Linked DNA regions of Gossypium arboreum: region 2 is linked to region 1. A link is a contact called in public Hi-C data. All regions are on one chromosome and are shown on one strand. Each heading gives the region's core, a stretch centred on a gene start, on an enhancer-like site or on the middle of the called end of the contact. The rest is flanking DNA. Distances are from core to core; before and after follow the strand shown. Region 1 has its middle 25 kb from the start of LOC108464975. Region 2 holds the start of LOC108464976 (putative phospholipid-transporting ATPase 9).

Region 1 (7,347 bases), core at 2,283-4,782:
TTGGATGGATTTTCATAAAATTTCATCACCGACTGACTATAATCTTATTCGAGCATTTTTCTTTAATGCCAAACTCGAACACGATGAGTCCGGTGACACTGTCATAGCCATCACTTCATTTTTAATGAACACCCCTATACGTTTTACCTTAGAAGAGTTTGAAGATTATCTTTATTAGCCTTCCGAAGGTAATTTCGATGAAAAAGGACTTTTCAATCCTGCTCTTTTAATTCAGTCTGGATCAGCCTCCGAACTTAACCTTCATGATCGTGTCCTCCATTTAATCATAACTTGGATCTTATGCCCTATTAAGAAATATGCTAAGCTTCGAAACATTAATTATTGGTGGCTCGATTCTTTTTATACCAATAGGCATCCTAACCTAGCCCTCGTCATGTTTAATGACATAACTAAGGAAATCGAGAGGGGGATGAGCACAAGGACCACCCTTCCTCATGGCACTTATTTGTCATATCTCTTTAGGAGGTTAGGCATTATCACTCATGGAGACACCCCCGTTGCTTCAAACCAACCTATTAGTTATGAGGCACTTCGTCATATGATATATCATTTTGATGCCACCTCCAGTATGTGGGTTAAGAGTGATCAGCTGGTGGCAAATGAAGATGAAGACGTCGAAGGCGCTTTTGAAGACATTCTGACACTCGAGCATGTTCTTTCACTTGTACGTGCTCCTCCTCCGACTTCGTCCTCTCCAGTTGCTCAACCTTCGTTCGAGATTAATGGTGCCATCCTCGACGCTATCCATTTTTTGAGTAATGATATTTGAGGACTTAAAGATGAGGTTCGATCTCATAGGGATGAGGTTAACTCTAGGCTATCGATGTTAGAGATGCAAATGACATCTCTTTTTGCTCATTTTCCATCAAATCCTCCCTTCTCTCCCCATGATGACGCTTAGAGTAGATTTTTAAGTCTACATTTTCATATCATTATTCATCACATTTTCATTATTACTTTTGATTCATTTCCTATGTCTCTGGCTTCTTTTTGCACCTTATTTTTTTTAATTAAGTATTATAAGATGCTTTGGTTATTTTTATGTTAGTTCTCTATTTCTTCATGTTCATATATTTTTGAACTAACCATATTTTTCTCCTCCAGTTTTATTCGTCTTTTTTGATATAACAAAAAAAGAGAGAAGAAAAGGTAAATTGATTGATATTGTGCTAACCATATGCAAATTATGTGACCATTTTCATTAAAAGTAAAAATGAATGTCAAATTTTGAAAATGTATGTCAATTTTTATTTTGGCCTTAAATTCAAAAAGACTTTTATTAAGATGGAGCAAGATATTCAAAAACAAATTTATCAAAGGTTTTGTTATATCAAAAAGGGGGGAGATTGTTAAACCAAGCTTTATTTGAAAATATAACTTTATATAAGAAATTAAAGAGATTTTGAATAAAAGTTAAAATTAAACAAAATTAAGAAAATGATTTTTCAAAAGAAGTTTAAGAGATAAAATTTTCAATTCTTGCTTAGAAAATTTGTAAATCAATCTTAAAAACGAAGTATGAACTTTTTCAACTAGATAAACTGTTTTTTAAACAAGTCAGAATTGCTCTAGGCCAAAAAGTATCAATACTTATTTGACCAAAATCTCGATACCCCTTGAAACAAACAATACCAAATTGACATTCAGACTTTCACAAATTCAACTAAGTATCGATCCAGTATTGATACCTTTTATGTGGCATTGATATTTTAGCTCCAACGATCACTTAATTTAGCATGTATTACAAAAAAAATATCGATACATTTTTATTTGGTATCAATACTCGCTATTGCAGGTGTATTAAATGCTCTGGTTTTCACATCTTAATGGCTCTATTAACTACTACAACAACCCCAACAGTTGTAAATCAATTAAGGGGTATAAATACTAGCTTTTAAGGATCCTACAACAATAAAAAAACATATTCAAGCAAAAATCATCAATCAAACAACCTTTGTGCCCAATACTTTCATAATTTTCTTGTACACAGTTGTGAGTTTTTATTGTTGTTATTTAGCTCAAGTGTATTCTTGTTTATTTGTGCTTAATTGGCAAACATTCTAATCTTGTAATAATTATTTCTTTGTTTGCTTCTTTGTAATCCTTTGAGAAGGTTCGTGATCTTAAGGGAGTTGTAAGGTTAAACCTTGTCATTAAAAGTTGAACAAATTAGTGAATTTGCGAAAATCCTTAGTTACAGAAACTAAGGTAGTTGAGTAAATAATTGGGATCGAACCACTCTAAATTGTTGTGTTCATTGTTCTATCTTTTCTTTCTAGTTTTCTTAATTTTTAAAAAAGCTAATTCACCACCCTCTTGGGAATTTCGGTTTGATCAATCAAGCTAACACTCTTTAGCATCTTGAAGTCCAATTTTATGAACACTTCCCTGACGAGGTTCTTCGAGAACGATTCTTAATAAATTTGGTGGTACTCTTATCGAGACAAATCTCATATATACACTAAAGTACTACAAAATTGAAAATACGAAATCTATAACTAAAATAAGAGAAAAGAAAACACAATGAACAAGAATAGTTATGATAAAATAATATGATTTGTAAATAGGTTTATTAAAGGATATGTTATTTTTTATAAAATCTTTTTTTAAATTTTAATTTAATTACGATGGTCTAAAATATACATGCAAAAAAGTTTAGAACGAGCCTGTTAAAAGTTATGTTATATTAAGAATTTTATTCAAATTTATTATTATTTTAATATAATGTTTAGTATTATTGATAATTCTTTTAAATCTTTAAATAGGAAAATAAATCTATTTCAATGCTCTTGAATTAGTTTTTAATATAATGTCTAGTATTATTGATAATTCTTTTAAATCTTTAAATAGGAGAATAAATCTATTTCAACGCTTGAATCTATATCATTTTATATTGAGAAAAGAATTTATAAATAAAAATTAAAGTGAAATCGTGAAAAATTTTATGGTTGGGAGTTGCAAGCAAGCAATAATGAGTGACGTAGTTAAGTGCCTTAATTATTGATACCAATGCTGCTCAAAACTGTATTCAAGTTTGGGATCGGGATACCAAACACCCCCAACCAATTTACCTTTAAACATTTATTTATAAAAAGAAAAAAAAAAAAACCAATCAATCAATAACAAATTATCATTAAAATATGCATACCCTACTCTAATAAAAGTAGTAAATCCAAATAAAGGTGTTTGAGACTTTCAATTTTTAAAATCCTTTCTTTTATCATTAAATCAAAGTTATATCCACATAAACACTAATTTTTTTATATATATAAAAAGAAGTATTCATCAGTACTGATATTTTCTTTTCCTTATTTTAAGTCGCATTCTTTGCTAAACATATATCGAAATGCATCGGAAAATCATTATTCTAATTTATTTTATATTAAATTTCAAATATCATTTTAGAAATTGACAACACTTAATAATTGTCAAGATTTTGGCAACTGCAGAAGAATTGAAGTCAGCATGGTCGTGTCTATGGGGCTTGGTTTAAATCACATGGATGACCAATTCTACATCATTTATTGCACCTTTTTGTGGGCTTAAAGCAAGCAGACCCATGTGCTTTAATTACTATCTTTTTCTTACCTTTCTTTTAAATATTTCCGTAAATCATAAATCTCACTTTTTGTTTTACACCTCCTTCCCTCCCAAAATATGGACGGTGGGATCAATTTATTCGGTTGGATTATTTATTTAAAATTTTATAAAAAATAAAAAAAATATTTTAGAAAACAAAAGAAAATTGTTTCAATTATTATTTTTAATTTAGTTCAATTTGTCTCTATCTATTCAATGATTAATTAATTTAACTTTTATTTCTAGATCAGTACTTCGATCGGTTCTTAATCTAGTCTGTCTAATTTTGAAAATATTGTTTTTAATCGGTGGAATAACTTTTTCAATTCTATCAAGTCGAGCCAGCAAGTAATGAAGTTTGAAAATGTAATTAATCGTCATATTTCAACCTTAGAAGAGTAAATTTCGAACACGGTTGGTATTGCAATACCTTATTAAAGAAAAGAAAAATAAATAATGAGAGATAATGTAAAAGAGAAAAGGAAAATAAAAGAATTTAAAAAAATACTTCTTTAAGTTTCTATGACATGACGGTTTATTATTAATTGAAATTTTTTAAACTGATATAATATATTAGTGTAAAATGAATAATAAAAGAATAGTTTAAGTATCAATTGTAATAAAAGAAATTTAAATACTAACTTTAAAAATAATATAATTTAAGTATTAATTTATGGATTAAGAAATTTTCCTCATCTATTGTATCTCATAACAGTCACTGCCAAGCTACGCATTGAGTTCAAAGTTGTTCAACAAATTTGAGACCGAGAGGTAGCCTTGTGGAATGACATCCTAGCTCACCCCAAGTAACGAACTTTGGCATTTGTTTTGAAGAAAAAGGGGAATAGAGCAAGGAGGAGGATTGTTAGAAGCCTACTATTGCTACTATTGTGTTTTCTTTTATCTGCTTTTGATTGTTTCAGTTTTTATTTTTGAAGTGGCACAGTATCAATAGAAAGTGGCCACTTTTATCGTCTCTACTACAGCGTACTAACTTTTCATATTTGATTTGTCAAAAGAAAAAAAACTTTCCGTATTTGAATTTTACAATTAATTTAAACAAAATTTTTAGGCTTTGAATGGTGTTGATATTGTGACCAATCTAGTTAAAATAATTATTTTTAGAAATTAGATTAGCTTGGACCAAATAATTAAAGCTCTTGTATTGTGGAGAACTAATTGAGATTGCATTAATAATTTCTTTAGGAATGAATCTCAAACAATTCACTTTACATTGGTTTTAATTAGTATATTGTTTTTACTATTTTGTGGCTATTGTTATTAAGGGTTAAATTCTAATTTATCACTATTATGTTAACAAGTCTTGAAAACTTGTATACATTTTGTACAAGAGTATAAAAAGCACTTTATTATTTATTAAGGAATTTATTTTTAAGTGCATTTGAAGAGTTACAACTAAAATTCTCAAAGTAAGAATTTAGAGGTAATTGTTCTATTATTTAAGTATAAAATAAGATCTCTATACTAGAAGATAGATAGAGTTTAATTCACTTATTAATATTATGGACTAAAGATAGTATTCACTTTTTACTTGTTTATTGTGTTGACTCAATTTAAAAGCAATTAACAAAAATATTTTTTTTTTAAAAAAAATCTGGGGACTATTGCTTGGGTTTATGTATTTGGATTTCTAAGATGGATTGATTATTTTGATTTGTAGAAACCCTTATCTTCTTCTCTGGCTTTCTTAAAATTCCCCATATTTTTAGATCTTTTTTCTTGCATTTCTTTCCCAATGAACAAAAATAATCAAAATTAAAAGAGAAACCGCTTTTGAAGATTTGGGGAGAAGACATTTAGTAAATACAATTCTTTAATAAAAGTTATAATTAATATTAAATGATTTTAGAAAATACTGAAAGTATAAACTAAAAATCTTGAAATTAAAAAAAAACTAAAAATAAGACCAGCCAACAGGCAGTTTAAAATTTATTAAAAGTAGAGAAATAGAAATTTTAAAAAATCATAAATAAAAATTATAATTCTAAAATTTATGAAAGAAAACATTTAAAATCAAAACAATGAAACATAAAAAAAAAATCAAACAATTATAAACAAAATTCATATTAATTGTTGAACTCGTTGCTAATGTGTCATTACGTTATTTTTAATTTTATTTTGAATAACTCGTTTTCATAGTTTTAGAAATATAATTTTTATTTATGTTTGTTTAACTTTTATATACTTTAAATTATTTGCTGATGGCTATAAAATAAAATGATGTTATATTAGTAATGAAAAGTTAAGAGTCAGTTTGTTCCCAACAATCAAATAAGGGTCAAATCAAATAAATGTATAAAAATTAATAGCTAAATCTATTATCATGTCATGTATATAAAATACTAAAATAAGCATTTAATGGCACAATTTTAATGAATGGATTATTTTGCTCATTTATGTAATGTACAGGTGTAACACTCTCAACCCGTATTCGTCATCGGAATAGGTACGAGGCATTACTAGAGCTTATCGAATCATTATTAATTAGGAAAAAAAAAGTAAAACAAAGTAAACATGTAATATTTAATAAATTCGTATAACATGATAATTAACTTAACGCTTCTCTATATTCAACATAATTATGCAAAGCATAATTATTCGAATTAATCATGAGCCCTAATATCTATTCTTATCACATTGTTAGTCATATAATTCAAATAAATATCACGAAACATGTATGGGCTCAACTTTCATTAAATTTCTCATATGCATATACTTTTACACATCATTTATTCACATAACTTATAACAATCATATCTATGTATTTTAAATACGCTTTCATAACAATTTGTCTTGATTTAAGGCTATCTCACATTGGAGCTTTACTCATCAAATCATTTGAAATACTATCTTTATACAAATAGTACACTTGAGTTGCACAATTCTATAATTATGAACGAACACATTTATAAAATATATTCCATGTTCATATATCATAGTCTCATGTCTCCATATATTAAATATATAACCATCATTTTCTTATGTTTCAAATAAATACATATAATCATACATAAGCATGCCATTCACTATTTCTGCCTGTCTATCACAATTTCAAATGACAGATTCATGTGAATGAGCTCAATAATAACGATGAAAATACTTACCACATTCTTTCACACATGTTCCACTTATAACACTTTTTTTTTTATATTTGGCTTGACATTTACTAAGTAATATCGGATATTCATTTATTAGGCAATATCAAGTATTTAAATTATTCTTTAACATATATAACATTTAATTCAAACATGAATTTATAACGTTTTTCATTTTAACAAAGTTTCACATTTACCAAATATAATCGAGCATGTGATCAATTTATGCATAAGTCACTCACATATTTTTCTCCTCCTCCTCTCCATTTTACATCCTTAATGTATATAACACGCTTATAAGTAACATTACCTATAATTTCACTATTTACTTATATTTATATTCCAAAGTTGTCCATCCATGTCATAGTAACTAAATTATTTTTAAATTGAGCTATGGAGCTCCAAAATAAGATCCGCTAATTGTCCCTGAAACTAGACTTACATATCTTCTTACCATAAAATTTTCAGAATTTTTAGTTTAGCCAATAAGTACAGTTTATTCTTTAAATTCACCCCTGTTATGTTGTCTGATAGTTCAGACCCTTCTTCACTTAAAATTAATTATCTCCTCGTACGGGATTTGAATGATGTTTTTGTTTACTTCTATTGAAAATATACTCATTCAAGATTC
Region 2 (7,347 bases), core at 2,216-4,715, 37 kb after region 1:
TTAAATAGCTATGGAACTTTGAAGTAGAGGTCCTTATTTGGTATTTAGCCCATTATTGAGATAGTGGAGGATGTTGGCTTGGAATTTGGTGTAAATATGAATATTTTTTAAAGGTAAAATAATAATTAGTAAATTATATGTTAAATTAAAATAAAACCAAACTTGCTATCATTTTTATCCATCTTTTTCAACAAAATATTAAAGGAAGAAAGCCATTTTTTCTTTTTAGGGTTCGACAACTTTGAAGCTCAATTGATTCGGTTAGACCTCGTACAGAGTTAGATCGAGGCAAAGGAAAAATATTGGATTAGTTGCCTTTGTATCTAAGTAAACTTGTCAAGGTAAGTTCGTGTAATTAAATTATGTATTTATATGCTTTAATTGAAATATATATATGTGGATTGTATAATTGCTATGTATAATTATTGATCGCATCTCCGACAACATACGACGACTACCGAGCCTCGTTTGAACCTTAGAAATTCATAAGATACAAATGACATGTCATTAGGGATATCGATTTCAGCTCTTATGAGCTTTCCGTTATTTAGCTTAGAGGAGCTTATCGTTATTTAACTTGGAGGAGCTTACCGTTTATAGCTCATATGAGCATACATGTACAAGAATTGACATATTACAGTTCAGTACACCTTATGTGTACTACCCTCGTATTCAGTGATATTCTAAATGGTTCAACGGACATTGTTCTGTTACAAGATTACATGAGTTCGAAACAAACTACCACAGGTATTTACATGAGATATATAAAAATGATTTGTATATGATATATAGATATATGATTTGATAAATTAAATGTACATAGAAGTTTGATTGTTGTTGAGTTTATACATGTTTCTAGATATTTATATGAATTACATAACTAACATGGTTGATGAGGATATGTGCCTAGGCTTTGGCCAAATTGAGTTTGGATATGCTTTGTTTGCTTACCTTAAATGTGACTAAATGGTAAGTTAATTTCTTTGTTATACGAACTTACTAAGCTTAAAAGCTTACTCTGTGTTATTTTTCGTGTCTTATAGTGATTCGGAAGCTCGTTCGGGTTGGAAGTTTGTCAGAGCTATATCACACTATCTATCTGCTCTTTTGGTACATTTGGTTATCTAATTTTGGTTATAATGGCATGTATAGGTTATTTTGGCTAATGATAGCCTACATGTTTTGTCATGTTTTTAGCAATTTGATTTGGCTTGTGTTTTGGTGTATTTTGTTATGTATATATATAAATGGCCTTATCACGTTTGATGTGTGGTTTGGTATGATGTAAATTGGTTTATGTTTGATGGATGAAATTTAAATGGTAGTTGAATATACATATGAATATGTATTATAATTTGGAGTGATTTAGTACTTGTTGTAGAAAGCACATATGTATAATGATGTTAGTTTTTAAATGATTTATCTGGTGAATTGGTATTTTGGGTACCAAATGGTTGAGCTTGATAAGTGACCTATATATTAAGTTTTGGGTAAAATTATTCATATATTTATTTGGCCATTTAGGTAAGTTTGGATACATGGTTGACATGTTTTTAAGTTTTCATTTGAGGTGCCTACGGGCATGTTGGTCGTATTCGATGATATTACATGTTTTAAGCTTGATTTTGGTTGGTTTTGGATGCCTATTTATGACTTGGTTATATGCACATTGTTGTGTTTAGGTTGGTACCAATTTGGGTGAGAAATATGGCTTGGAAAATGACCTATTTTTATCCACACAAGCATATGTCTCAGCCGTGTGTCACACACGGCTAAGTGACACAGCTGTGTGTGACATACGGCCAGGTGACACGGTCGTGTGTCCCCTATATCTTTTAAAAGAGTAAGTCAGTATGCTCATATGGCTTAGCACACAGGCGTGTGGCTTGGCCGTGTGGCACAAGTCAGAGAGTTACACGGGCACGAACACGGGCTGGGACACGGCCGTGTGTCCCTATTTCGAATGCTCACATGGCCTAAGACATGGGCTTGTCTCTTGGTCGTGTGAGTCACACGGCCTGACCACACGGCTGTGTGACCCCGTTTTGAAAATTATATAAGTTTCTGAAAAATTCTCTGAATTTTCCAATTTAGTCCAGATTTGTTTCTAAGGTGTATTTTAAGCCTCGAGGGCTCGTATTAGGGACAATATGTATAAATTTGATTGGTTTTTTTTACATGAATGCTAAATGATATGAAATGTTTAAGATTTCTATCTGTCTAATCTGTAAATTTGGTAATGCTTTGTAACCCTGTTCCAGCGATAGATACGGGTCAGGGGTGTTACATTTTATCTGCAAAGTTGTTGTGTATTCACAATTACTAGCAGCATATTAGCTTGCAAACACTTGTGGTTTATCCACAACTTATACTGGCAGCTATTATCTGTAAATCCGTTGTGTATTCACAACTGCTGGCAGCGTATTAACCTCCAATTCTGGTGGTTTATCCACAAACTGGAGTGTCCGGAATATAAGAGTTTTGGGAAACTCTAACTCTGGAGTGTAATAGTGGGGCAGAACCTGTTTATACTGTTAAATTGAAATTGCTATGTATTGCATCATCACACATAAACATGTTCGAATGAACTATCACTTTCATCTATGCTATGAGATTGCTAATAAAATGTATAATGTTATTACATATGCTTGGATTACTATTTGACACTGATTTACTTGTGATGGAACTCACACTGATATCTGGAGGGTTTTAACTCTATTTTCTAATATATTTTTAGATATATTATTTGATGTTTCATTATTCAGAGTTTGTATTATTATTTTATTCCGACTATGACATGTGATTTAGGATTTGAGTTTTATATTGCATTACACTTAATTTGATTTTAGGATAACAAGATATGTTTATTATTGAGTTATGCATGAATTTCTGATTTTTATTTAAAAACAACCACTTGTCACATTTCCACGGCTACATCTTAATTAAGGTTTTGAAGATTAATAAATTGGTAATTAACTAAGTTTTCTACTAAATTAAACACATATTTCGAAATGACTGTTTTTAAAACCGCGATAGCTAATTGAGTCACTTCGGTGGCTAATGTAATTTTCCGAATTAAGATCTAACGTTTAGGTTATGTTGGAGAGGTTACACGAGCAGTCTACCCAGTTAAAAATTAGAAATCCAAATTCCAAAAACCATCTAAAAGTTCCATCAATTTTTAATTTTTATTTTTCACCTCAATTAATCCACATCGGAATTTAAAATGCCAGATCTCCAACTTAACAACAACAATCTCAGTATGGATCATCTTGCTCATTTTTCTAATGGACAAGATCGTTTCTATAAAATTTTCAAGTAAAAGGACTGAAATGCAATACAAATACAGTACAGGGATTGATTTATAATTTTACCCCGAAATCTATCAAATCTTGTGTGTTTCACTTTTTCTTACAACACATTAAAACTGTCCTAATTTGTTTGGTTTGCTTGTTTTCCAAATACTTTTCCTTCATCCGCAAGGGGATGGAAGATACCAGAAAATGTCAATTTTATGTTTTTGTATCATATGTTCGACGAACAGTATACTTTTTCATGTATACAAAAGAAAAAATAAAAACAACAGTATCACTATCTAATCTGTTATAAACATAAATATCAGATAAGGAAGATTCTCAGCCTCTTCTCTGATTAAACTCTTTTTTCTTTGAGAAAATTCTCTTCTTTTGTTTGTCTTTTTAGTAAAAGGGTTTCTTTTTCTTTCTCACGTTTCCCTTACAATTTTGTTTTCCATTGACTTTCTGACTTGATAAACTCAAGTAATAATTGCTCGTCTATAATTATAACTGTTATTCAAATATTCTTTCTTTAGCTACAATTTTTAGCAGTGTTACACTATTGGGTACCTTTGAAAAACAAGTTCCTATCACATGATTCAAAGTTATTTTCTATTTTTATCTGGTTTCTCTTAAACTCTTTCATGGCATCTCTTCTTTTTTTTTTTTAATTTTTTTAAATTATCAATAATAATTTGTTTGGGTTTTAAATGAAATGCAAAAAAGTAGTTGGGTTATACTAAATGTGTTAAGGTTTGGTTTGTTTATTTCATCTGAAAGTCAAAGTTGAAACATGGCAGCCTGGTCCACAATCTCTACCAAAGATTAAACTAATTAAGATGAAAAAGAATTTGTGAACAATGTATGCTGTTTAAGTAAATACTTTGCTTCTCTCTTGTCATTTCTGGGGATCTTCATTTATGAAATGGGGTTCTTTTCTTCATCATTTTAGTGGTTCATATGGCTGCTTGCTAATGGTTTCAGATAGAGAGAGCTTCATTAACTTTTCTTTTCTTTTCTTTTTTTTTCCCATTTCTTTGCTTGTTCATAAATAGAATCCTTGTCTGATTGGTTCCTGGATCTTCTTTGCAGCTGGTTTCTGTTTCCAGAATCTTGCTTTATAACTTCATCTTCTTCTGAAGACTGCAAAAGTTTCTTGAATTTTAGTGTTTGGACCATTTGAATAGGATTAAATTTTGTGCAAAAGAAATGGCTGGTGGAAGGAGGAAAAAACAACATTTTAGCAGAATTCATGCTTTCACATGTGGGAAAGCATCTTTTAGAGGGGATCATTCATTGATTGGAGGCCCTGGTTTCTCTAGAGTAGTATATTGCAATGACCCTGAATGTTTTGAAGCAAGTTTGCTTAACCATGGTGGAAATTATGTTAGAAGTACAAAGTATACACTTGCAACGTTCTTCCCAAAATCATTGTTTGAGCAATTCAGGAGAGTTGCCAATTTCTATTTTCTAATCTGTGCTATACTGTCTTTTACACCACTCTCTCCATACTCACCTATCAGTAATGTTCTTCCATTAGTTGTTGTAATTGGAGCCACTATGGGAAAGGAGGCCGTCGAAGATTGGAAGCGAAAAAAGCAGGTAATTGACCGGCTTTGAGTTGAACGATAGTTTAGGATTATTGTGCTTCTGATTTTTGATGTTACAAATTTATATTCAGTTGCCGACAGTTCTTAGACTAAAATATGCTGTGATGTTCCTTTTTTTATGAATTATGGAGAATGTATGGTAGATTTCTGAAATTTCAGGTAGGCAACGTATATGTTGTTGGGTTTTTAGGATGAGATGTCAAAAATTTGTCTGTTCAGGACAGGATTTTTGGGAAAACATACTTCATAGGTGCAAATAGTTAACATATTTCATAGGAGGTTGCCTATAGCGGTTATCTTGCAGGTGAGACAGAGAAAGGTGCCGGTAGAGCAAAGCGGGTTGCCGATGTCTTAGAGATATGTCAATTTAGATGTAGTCGATCTATTGTCTATCTTGTTGAGGTGTTCAAGTCCCTTCAAATGATACTTTGCATAAAAAAATTGGTGTTACATACTGTATAATGGTTGAAAAATGTTTATGGTAGTGCTACTCAAATATGTATAAATTTTTGCTTCTTATGCACATTTCTGTAGAATTTCCTTCAAAAAAGAAAATTTGCTTCTTTAGTATGTGGGATTGATGCTATTCCTTTATGTCTCGCTTTCTCTATCTCCATTCTTCATTTTGTTTCTTTTTTATCTGGTTTTTTTAGTCTATGTTTCTCGGGTTTGTAAACCGGTTGTTGATGACATTGCAGGACATTGAAATGAATAACAGGAAAGTTAAAGTGCATCAAGGTGATGGTGGTTTTGAGCATACGAAATGGATGGATTTGAAAGTGGGGGATATAGTCAAGGTGGAGAAGGATGAATTCTTTCCTGCAGATCTTATTTTGCTGTCATCAAGTTATGAAGAAGCTATTTGCTATGTTGAAACGATGAACCTCGATGGGGAAACCAATTTGAAACTAAAACAAGCATTGGAAGCAACTTCAAGTCTGCATGAGGATTCGAGCTTTCAAAATTTTAAGGCTGTCATCAGATGTGAAGATCCGAATGCAAACTTATACTCTTTTGTTGGCAGTTTGGAGTTCAGAAAAGAACAATATCCACTATCTCCTCAGCAGCTTCTACTTAGGGACTCGAAATTACGGAACACAGATTATATTTTTGGTGCAGTTATCTTCACAGGACATGACACAAAGGTCATTCAAAATTCAACCGAACCTCCTTCTAAGAGAAGCAAGATTGAGAGGAGGATGGATAAGATTGTGTACGTTCTGTTTGCTTTGCTCGTTTTGCTGTCTGTTATTGGGTCGATTTTCTTTGGAATAGCAACTAGGGAGGACCTGGAAAATGGAAAAATGACAAGATGGTACCTTAGACCTGATGAGACCACAGTTTATTATGATCCGGAAAGAGCAACAGTTGCTGCAATTTTGCAATTTCTGACAGCCCTGATGTTGTATTCGTATTTGATTCCCATTTCCTTATATGTATCCATTGAAGTTGTCAAAGTTCTCCAGAGCATTTTCATCGACCAAGATCTACACATGTACTATGAAGAAGCAGACAAGCTGGCACGAGCTCGAACCTCGAATCTAAATGAAGAACTTGGTCAGGTTGATACAATACTTTCTGATAAAACCGGAACTTTGACTTGCAACTCAATGGAATTTATCAAATGTTCTGTAGCAGGAACATCTTATGGTCATGGAGTAACTGAAGTCGAAAGAGCTCTCGCTTGGAGAAAGGGTTCGCCTTTGGCCCAAGACGTGACAGAGGAAGAGGGACAAGTAGAGGAGTTTAAGAAAGAAAAGCCATCTGTCAAAGGGTTCAACTTTGTGGATGAAAGAATGATGAATGGGAATTGGATAAAAGAACCTCGAGCAGATGTAATCCAGAAGTTCTTACGACTATTGGCTGTCTGTCACACTGCAATACCTGAAGTGGATGAAGAAGCAGGAAGAACTTCATATGAGGCTGAATCACCAGATGAGGCAGCATTTGTCGTTGCTGCCAGAGAACTGGGATTTGAGTTCTATGAAAGGACACAAACAAGCATTTCATTCTACGAGTTCGATCCACTCTCCGGAGAAAAAGTTGAAAGGTTATAAACCTTAATAGCTAATAAACCATTTCCAAGGCCTTCCATTGCATCAACTGTAGCCGCAAGCAGAATACATAGGCTTTTGTGGCTAATGGTATTTTCATATATGTATTCAACATGATGGAACATTTCTATTCCCTTTTGCAGATCTTATAATCTATTGAACATCTTGGAATTTAGTAGCTCAAGAAAGCGGATGTCGGTGATTGTGAGGAATGAGGAGGGAAAGCTCCTGCTACTTTGTAAAGGTGCTGACAGGTTCGTAATCTGAAGCAGCCGTTTACTACCTAATAGGACTATTTAGAGTAATTTTAGTGATAATGATGAACATAGCACCAAAACTAACGACTAGGACGTCATTCTATCTCCAAGACTTAAAGGATGAATGTCA

The links. A called contact is a pair of places that touch in the nucleus more often than the background predicts.
Region 2: a Hi-C map of leaf shows a contact between it and region 1, with 3 times the contacts expected there. The contact joins the promoter of LOC108464976 here to the enhancer-like site in region 1. A contact is called at or near these places in 2 of 5 Hi-C or Micro-C datasets (both in leaf).

The regions. Positions count from the first base shown.
Region 1 is chr1:24,172,914-24,180,260 of ASM2569848v2, forward strand. No RefSeq gene overlaps it. Among protein-coding and RNA genes, the nearest start is that of LOC108464975, 25 kb to the left of the region's middle. Within about 2 kb of position 3,533, at least 1 of the 2 cell types and tissues checked has an H3K27ac peak or open chromatin away from gene starts, as enhancers often do. A contact at or near this core is called in leaf, where this site is marked.
Region 2 is chr1:24,210,217-24,217,563 of ASM2569848v2, forward strand. LOC108464976 (putative phospholipid-transporting ATPase 9) reads left to right here and starts at 3,466. Exons shown (of 11, transcript XM_053027986.1): 1 at 3,466-4,898; 2 at 5,605-6,956; 3 at 7,104-7,214. The coding sequence starts at 4,506.